Regions from separate parts of the Mus musculus genome. Here region 1 is linked to region 2. Evidence: chromatin contacts called from public Hi-C data. All regions are on one chromosome and are shown on one strand. The core of a region is the stretch at or near the end of the contact, and the rest is flanking DNA. Distances in the headings are between cores, read along the strand shown. Region 1 holds the start of A830009L08Rik (RIKEN cDNA A830009L08 gene). Region 2 overlaps Atg10 (autophagy related 10).

The links. Hi-C and Micro-C count contacts between places; a contact is called where the count stands out from the background.
Region 1: a contact with region 2 is called in a Hi-C map of cerebral cortex, with 2.3 times the contacts expected there. The contact joins the promoter of A830009L08Rik here to the enhancer-like site in region 2. A contact is called at or near these places in 7 of 484 Hi-C or Micro-C datasets (the N1E-115 cell line, cerebral cortex, myocytes and 3 more) and 7 of 115 datasets of contacts at active chromatin or transcription factors (the SCID.adh cell line, cardiomyocytes, embryonic basal ganglia and 4 more).

What each region holds. Positions count from the first base shown.
Region 1 is chr13:91,385,765-91,389,433 of GRCm38.p6, reverse strand. It overlaps A830009L08Rik (RIKEN cDNA A830009L08 gene), which reads left to right and starts at 1,349. Exons shown (of 3, transcript NR_045161.1): 1 at 1,349-1,555.
Region 2 is chr13:91,037,147-91,040,899 of GRCm38.p6, reverse strand. Atg10 (autophagy related 10) reads left to right here. Exons shown (of 8, transcript NM_025770.3): 4 at 1-50. Among named protein-coding and RNA genes, the nearest start is that of Gm46434, 110 kb to the right of the region's middle. Within about 2 kb of position 1,514, at least 128 of the 459 cell types and tissues checked have an H3K27ac peak or open chromatin away from gene starts, as enhancers often do. A contact at or near this core is called in the N1E-115 cell line, cerebral cortex, embryonic basal ganglia and 4 more, where this site is marked.

The DNA of each region.
Region 1 (3,669 bases), core at 100-2,599, 350 kb before region 2:
CTGAGTGCCACCACTATTCCTCCTTCTTTGATGAAGATGAGTCCAGGGGCACTTCTGTGAAGGTCATTAACCTTTCCGTCTGTCTGTTGATGTAAGTCAGCCTTTTCTAACAAGTATCCTTCCCACAAATGAAATAAAAATCTACATTAATTTCAGTTCTAAAGTGATATGTTCAGCATAGACGTGATTTTGTACAAAGAAAGGACAGAGAGAGAGGAGGGGGAGGGAGAGGGAGAGAGAAGGAAGGTTGGAAGAAATCTTGCTTGTAAACACTATATTCCACTTGAAAATTTAATACTTCATTACAGAAGAGATACTTAATGTTAACCAAGGCATCAGTAAAACAATAAAACCACCAAGCAAAAGATTCCTAAAAGACTTTTAATTCTCTGATAGAGATAACTGGGTATAATTGCTTTATATAAAAACATGTATTTGGTCCAACATGCCCCTAGTATTATCAAAAGTTTACTTTTAAAAAGATAGAGAAAGGTTGGGAGGCTATGGTTTAAATATATTCTACAATTTTAAAATTTAATTTTACACACTGCCATGCTGTTCCATTACATATGCAGGAAAGGGAAGAAAAATGTTTTTCAGAGTTGAAAAAAAATTAATCCACATTTCTTGGCATCGACAGATAATGTTATATTTAAAATATACATATATAATGTGAGACCCATTATCTAATAAAAGTCACGAAATCTAGCATGTTCATTTTGTGTCTTATAATAATTGGAAGTTGATCAAAGAAAACTACTTCCATTTTTATGACATTGTTGCTATTTTTGTGGACAAAAATTTTAAATGTATGATAAAAATCCAATATACAATAATTGAAACATACAGTCCAACCTCACAGAGCTTTGATAAATCTGTTCATTCCTGGCCATTTTCAGTGTTGCTATAGTGAACAGTGTTGACAAGTGGCTGAAAAAAGCTTATAAATGGAATTCAGATCATAGATAAAACCGAACAGAAACTATCTTGTAGCATTTCTGCATGTTGGGAGGCCTGGTTTGTGCCACAGATGGCCATCTCCCAATAATACATAAAACACTTCTTTCTGGAGCCCAGCACACATTGTTGAATGCACAGGTCATTTGAACAGAACAATAATTCAATTCTCTTAATAATGATCTCACGAGGAGCCAACACAGACACAGGGTGATGCTGTTAGAAGAAAAGAATTGTACCCGAGTTTGAAAAATTAAATTCTTAAAAAGCCACCATGCTCTCTTGTCAAAATAGCACCTAAATGTATGCAGTGTTTAGAGATGAGGCAAGCTCGCTGAGTTTATTTTAGTCGCTTGAATTATACTGCTGTGTGTCTGCGCCATGCTTCTTCAGTCTTCGAGCTGGAAGCTTTCCGGGGAGGGTCAGTAATGGCCACTGAGCCCTCTGTTGGCTTATTGGCTGAGCTCACTGATGAGGAAACCTTGAGTTCGTCACTTTCTCTTCTCTAATTGCTGAAGTGGCCGTCACTGAAGATGACAGAGCGTTTCTGAAGGACACATGGGAATCATTAACCAGCCCAATAAAATGATCTATTTATGTAAGTAACAGTTATTATAACCTCACCCCCCCATGGCCATATTTCTCTAGAACTTTTGTTTTTTTTAATTTTTAAGGCTACTTTTGTTCAAGCTTGTAAGACTTAGGATCCTGGAGTCCCTATGTTAGCACTGATGAATGAACTCAGCCAGGAAAAAGCAGACCTAGAGGACCTCCAGCATCTGCATGATTCTCACTTCTGACACATGTGGAATGCAGCTCCCCCCCCCCTCCCGTCCTACTCCCCTCCCTCCCTCTCTCTGTATCCCTCTCTCTCCTCCTTTGTCTTTCTTCCATTTCTCCCCTCTCCCAATTTTCTATCCTTCTTTCCCTTCCTCTACTTTCCCCATCGTTTGTTTTTTGACAGGTAGGTTATAGAGCCCAGGCTGGCCTCAAACTCAGAAGCTTCCTGCCTCAGCACCTCAGATTATATGAAGCCATGCTGCTATGTCCGGGTCAGGATGATCAGCTTTCTATATCTAGCACTAAGTCTAATGCTACTGAAATGATGCGCCTTATTGTTACAGATTTAGCTGTTGCTATCGTGTTGCCTTTGTTAGCTTCATTTGCTAATGAATCAAGGTCTTTAAATATGCCGAGTGTTGGACTGAAAGATCTTTAGTTTTTAGGATCTCATTCTAAACTTGAACTGAGGAGTCATCTAAAACAAATGGACGTGCAAAAAGCAAATAGAGCGAAATGACAAGAACAAAATGGAAAAACAAACAAAACCCAGGAATAATATTGATATAAAACTATTCAAATTATTAACTTAATATTATATGGCTTATATAAAGTCTTACAATGACTGTTTTATAATTGAATAGGTTAATTAAAAGTTTTCCATCCACCTGCCCTTGTAGGCTTGAAAAAATTGAAATCTTTCCTATAAAATAGTACTTTTATGCCTGGGAAGCCCATTGCCCTGTAGGACCAGCCTCTGCCCTGCCATGTCAGCTTCTATGATGGTGCTTTTACCTTCTCAGAAAAGTAGAAAGAAGAGTACTCATTCAATTTGTCCGTGAAACAATGGTCAGGGCAGGGTGTTGGGGGGGGGGAGATGTACAGTGATGCTGGAAGGAAGAGGGGGAACACTGCCTTCCACCTGCCTGGCAAACCACACAGCTTTAAGGCCCTCCCCTCATCTCACTGACACCTCTCCCAGAAAGCATAACCCTGCCTCTAAAAAGACATTGCCTAAAGGAGAGAGCACAAAAGAGCTAAGAGTCGTGTCTCCATTTTACAGATGAGGCCTAGGAACACTAAGTAACTTTCCAAAGAGCAGGTAGCTACTTTCCTGGCAGAGCTGGGACCTGAGCCCAGCCCCAGCTGGACTCCAGCATGTCTGTGGTTCTATAGCTCACATTAGAAGCACTTGGAGAGCTATTAAACAGATGATATCTGGGCTCAGTACTAGAAATCTAATGTAGTTCGTCAGGGGGCCCACGATATCAAGACTTTCCAAGTTTCTCCAGGTGATGTTGACAGCAGCCAGGCTCACCAGCTATGTTCCTCTGTCTCTCACTACAGCACACTCTCATGATCTCTGGGCCTTCTCTTGTCTCCCCATCACTCAGACTATCCCACCTTGGCCTTGAACTTTGCCCCAGTCCCAGTTTTCTTTCTACATAAAAATAGCCCTTGTGGTGGGTTTCAAATGGGTCCACAGCTTCTGGGACATGGTAAGAATGCAGCTGAAGCCTGTTGACATTTGTGAATTCACTTACAATGGGACAGAGCTAAGTACATTTTACTTGGGTTTATAATGTGTATAGGTGTGTTTTTTTGGTTTTTTTTTTTTTAAACAAAAACCCTCTAGGAGAAACAAGCCAAACAATATAGAGCCAAGGACAGAAAGAAGAACAGGACTAAGAGAAGGGGAAAAAGGCCAAAACATTTTGCCCCTGTTCCGTTGCTGACCGTGCTGCTTGGATATGTTGGGTATGTCTCACTGAGAATGTATCTATGCATCATGTGAGAAGTAAGCTTATTCTTCCTACAGGAAATTAAGGAAGTTTTTGGTTTTGGGTTTTTTTTTTTTTTTGGCTGTTGTTGTTTGGTTTTATTTTTAAGATATATAACCATACTGGGCAGGGTTTGTTAGAAGCTCACTAC
Region 2 (3,753 bases), core at 265-2,764:
CTCTTGTAGTTACCAAGTGCCGGTTCTTTACTTTAGGGCAAGCTTTTTAGGTAAGACCATGTCTAATACAGAAAGCAAATTTATAAACTTTCCATATAAGACAGGGAGCATATTTGGAAAATCATTCCTGAGAGGGGAAGAAAACAGAGGTTAAAAATAAAAAGCTGTAGTTGAGGTAAGGTTTCACCAGTAAAACTTCTCATGCTTCAGAAAGAGCAGACTTCATAGTGAATGATATCATCCCAGCCTTAAATCTCATCTTCACAGTTTTGGCCCCTTGCCTGAAGTTGACTAAGCCCCCTGGCCTTTCTTGACTTTAAACAAGTAGGAACAACTTAAAGCTGCAATGTTTATTTACTTCTAACTTTGCAGTAAAAAATTTCTTTCTGTCTCAAGTGATGCCATTAACTCCTAAGTTCCTGGGCTTCTTTCACCAAGAGCTTATGGTTATTTCAAGAAATGCTTATTGGTTAGGTTAAGGGGTATTTAAGAATAGCAGTAACACCTCCACTAGTCATCTACACACCTCATGCCTCAGTGCCTCGATATGCTGTGATCTAACGCATTGCCTGACAAGAAGGTGGACACCTTGTCTCCTTGGAGGCCTCTGCTAATGATGCCACATGGAGTCCTCACACTGCAGCTTGGAGATGTCTGGGTATGCCCTGGGTAAATTAGGTCAACTTCAGGCCTTGGACTCAGAGCTCCATCCAGTCCACCTCTTACCTTGTGTGTGGTTTTGTGCATGCCTTTCTCGGTAACAGTTTGCATTTGCAGACTACTAATTTCTGGATAGCTAAGACATGTGAATTTAGCCAATGATCTCTTATTTTTAATTAAAAAGTAGCATAAGCTGCTTTGAGTGTGTATTTGGTGGGTTTAATCACTCACTGCTTTATATTGTTTAATGGTCTCCAGTTTTGCAGGGCTGGCAGTTTTACAAGCACTTACGATTTAAAACAAGAGCAAATTCTTAGAGAATCCCTGGTGAGAAGATTTTAATCTGAGGTGCAGTTCCTAAGAACTGACAATTTTGGGTAAATTTTTAACCTGGGACTTGAGGACACAGATAGTTACTAACTCTCAAACTCTTGCTGCAGATTCATCCATATGATTACTCCTAACCTTTAAAACATTTGCTTTATTGTAATAATATTTGATTTAGAGTCCAGAGGTTAAAGAGGATTTCTTGTCTCTACACTGTGCCCTCTACTAAAAGTTGGGGAATATATTTGTTACGTGGGGTAGAGGAGGTGGGGAATGCTTCCTTGATTCTAGTTTGCAGTCGCCCTGCCTAGCGCTATCTAGATTCAAAGACAAGCCAGGGCTGCAGGTAGAGGACACAGGGCACTCATTCGGATTCTTCAGAACTGTTCTTTCATGTGATCGGTATTCACTGTAAGCACTTAATCACCAGAGACGAATTTCCAGAGACAAAACAAGTCCTTTAGCTTGTCAGCATCAGGGATGCGAGGGATTGCAACATGGCTGCTTCTAGCTGGAAGTGGGTCTTGCCGAGACCGGCTGATGAGCTCACGCTGGCTCTGTGCTCTGCACGTGCCAACAGCTCCCCTTACAGCACAGCACAGTGATTGTTCCTGCAAGTCCAATTATATTTTAATGACATTAGTGTGCTTCCTGCATGCCTTTCTACATGGTGATTTTAGTTCTTAAAACACACATACACAAGTAGCACTCCTGGTTCTATTTTTAGAATTTCAAGGCACCCTTCCTGTGTACCTGATAAAGAAAACCAAAGAGGTCATTTGTTTTTTGTAAAAATATATTCCCAACCTCTCATTCTGTCTTGTATGGAATTGATTTTTAGTTCTTTTTAATTCCAGAATTCATTTGCTTATGCACATTAAAATATGGGATTATATTTTATAAAGCATATTGAGATGTTTTCTTGTGGAGAAAACTGGAAAATGGTTCATTGCTTGATCATTCTGTGTACTTTTAAATTTTGCTTTTACCTAACGTAAACTCAGGGGCCTTCTAAGAATGCACCATTCTTCATTTATGAGTCATTTTTTAACGTATTCTCCCTAGTCCAGTCCTCCTTTCAACGTCTGCTTAGCCTGGCTGTTCATGTGTTAAAAGTCTGATGGTGTAGAGAATGCATTCCTAGCGTCGTCTTCTTATTCCAGGCCTGGGCTTTTGTTATTGGTGGTGGTTTTGTTGTTGTTGTTGTTGTTGTTGTTGTTGTTTGTTTCCTACCAAGAGAATCTGACCTAGAAACAGGATGATTGTAAAAATTCTTGCCCAAGGGTCTTGTCTGTCTGTCTTTCTTTCTCTTTCCTTTTTTCCTCATTCCTCCCCATTTTTTCTTTTGTTTGATGTTGCAAAAAATAGTTTATTTGTTTGTGACAGGAGTTAGAGTTTCTTTTGCATCTGTTAGTAAAAATCAATTTCTCTGCTTAACTTTGATTTTTTTTCTATACACTCACACACACACATACACACATACACACACAGGAAAAGTAAAGCAAGGGTTTGGTAGTTCCCATTGAAACTGACATTGCCCCCTTTATCAACTGGTTGAGATTTCTTCTGAATCTGTTTTGTTTCTTGACATGCAAATCCACTGTGCTTTGAGTTCCTGTGGCTCCTGTATATGATTCAGTGTCTGCCTGAGACTCAGCTAACATGCTGACTACCCTTGCTCCTCCCACGTCCTGTCTCATATCTCTCATCAGACCATGTCATCACCTCACACACTGCAGTATAATAATGTGTCTGTTTATTTGCCCTCCTACCAGATGGTACGCAAACATATAAAAAGTAGTGAAGGATATCAGTGTTGATTACCTACAAAGTGAGAAGCATTGATTATGGATCTGTGCTTGATAGTTACGTGGCATTTTACACACACGCCATGCTCACCTTGCTAATTTTGTTATTCACATCGTCATCCGTAGGCAAGCATCAGCAGATGCTTTCTGGATAAGTCAATAGTGAAGACTCTCTAAGCATTTCTAAGTATAGCCAAAAGACTAAAATATTGTGGATGTAATACTGTTCTCACTGTTGTGACAAGGTATAAGGAAGAAGTGGTGGTGCTCTCTCCAGGAGACCTAAGGCCAAACTATTTACATATCTTTACTATTGAATCCGTTGCTTCTCAGAGACCATAGATATAGTAAACTAAGGAGAATGGAGCATCCTGAAGACCCAAAGCATGAATCCAGCCTAGCTGAGCAGCTATCCTATCTCTAAATAGGTTTCTTTATGTGATTCTTGAAGGCAGATGGCCAAGTTCATGTAGCCTTTACTTCCGGATGCCTCTCATATCAGTAAGACTCCTAAGAACATGGTGCTTCCTCTTTTACTTTCCCTACTACTGCTACTACTACTGCTGAAACAAGGTCTCACTCTTTTGTCTAAGCTTCCCTCACTCACATTTCTCCTTCTGCAAGCCTCCCAAAAACTTGCTTATGGTTGTGGGCGCGACCATGCCTAACCAGGAACTTGGTTCCCAAAATGATCGCACGGACTGAAGAGAAGTGAGTTCTTCTCGGGGCTCTGTTTCTCTTAACTGCTTTTGTCCTTGTTGGTTTGGGCAGGGCAGAGGTAGTACTATTTATCATCAAGTTTTTGAGTGAGAGGTCTCTGCCCTTTTCTTTGAGAGGCTGCAAAAATAAAAATAAACCATAATGAGTCTGGTTTTGAGTTCTGTCTTGTGGATTGACTCCCCACAGAGCATCAGTGTTATCCTGTATATATTGGTGCATCTCTTTTTCTACCTTGTAC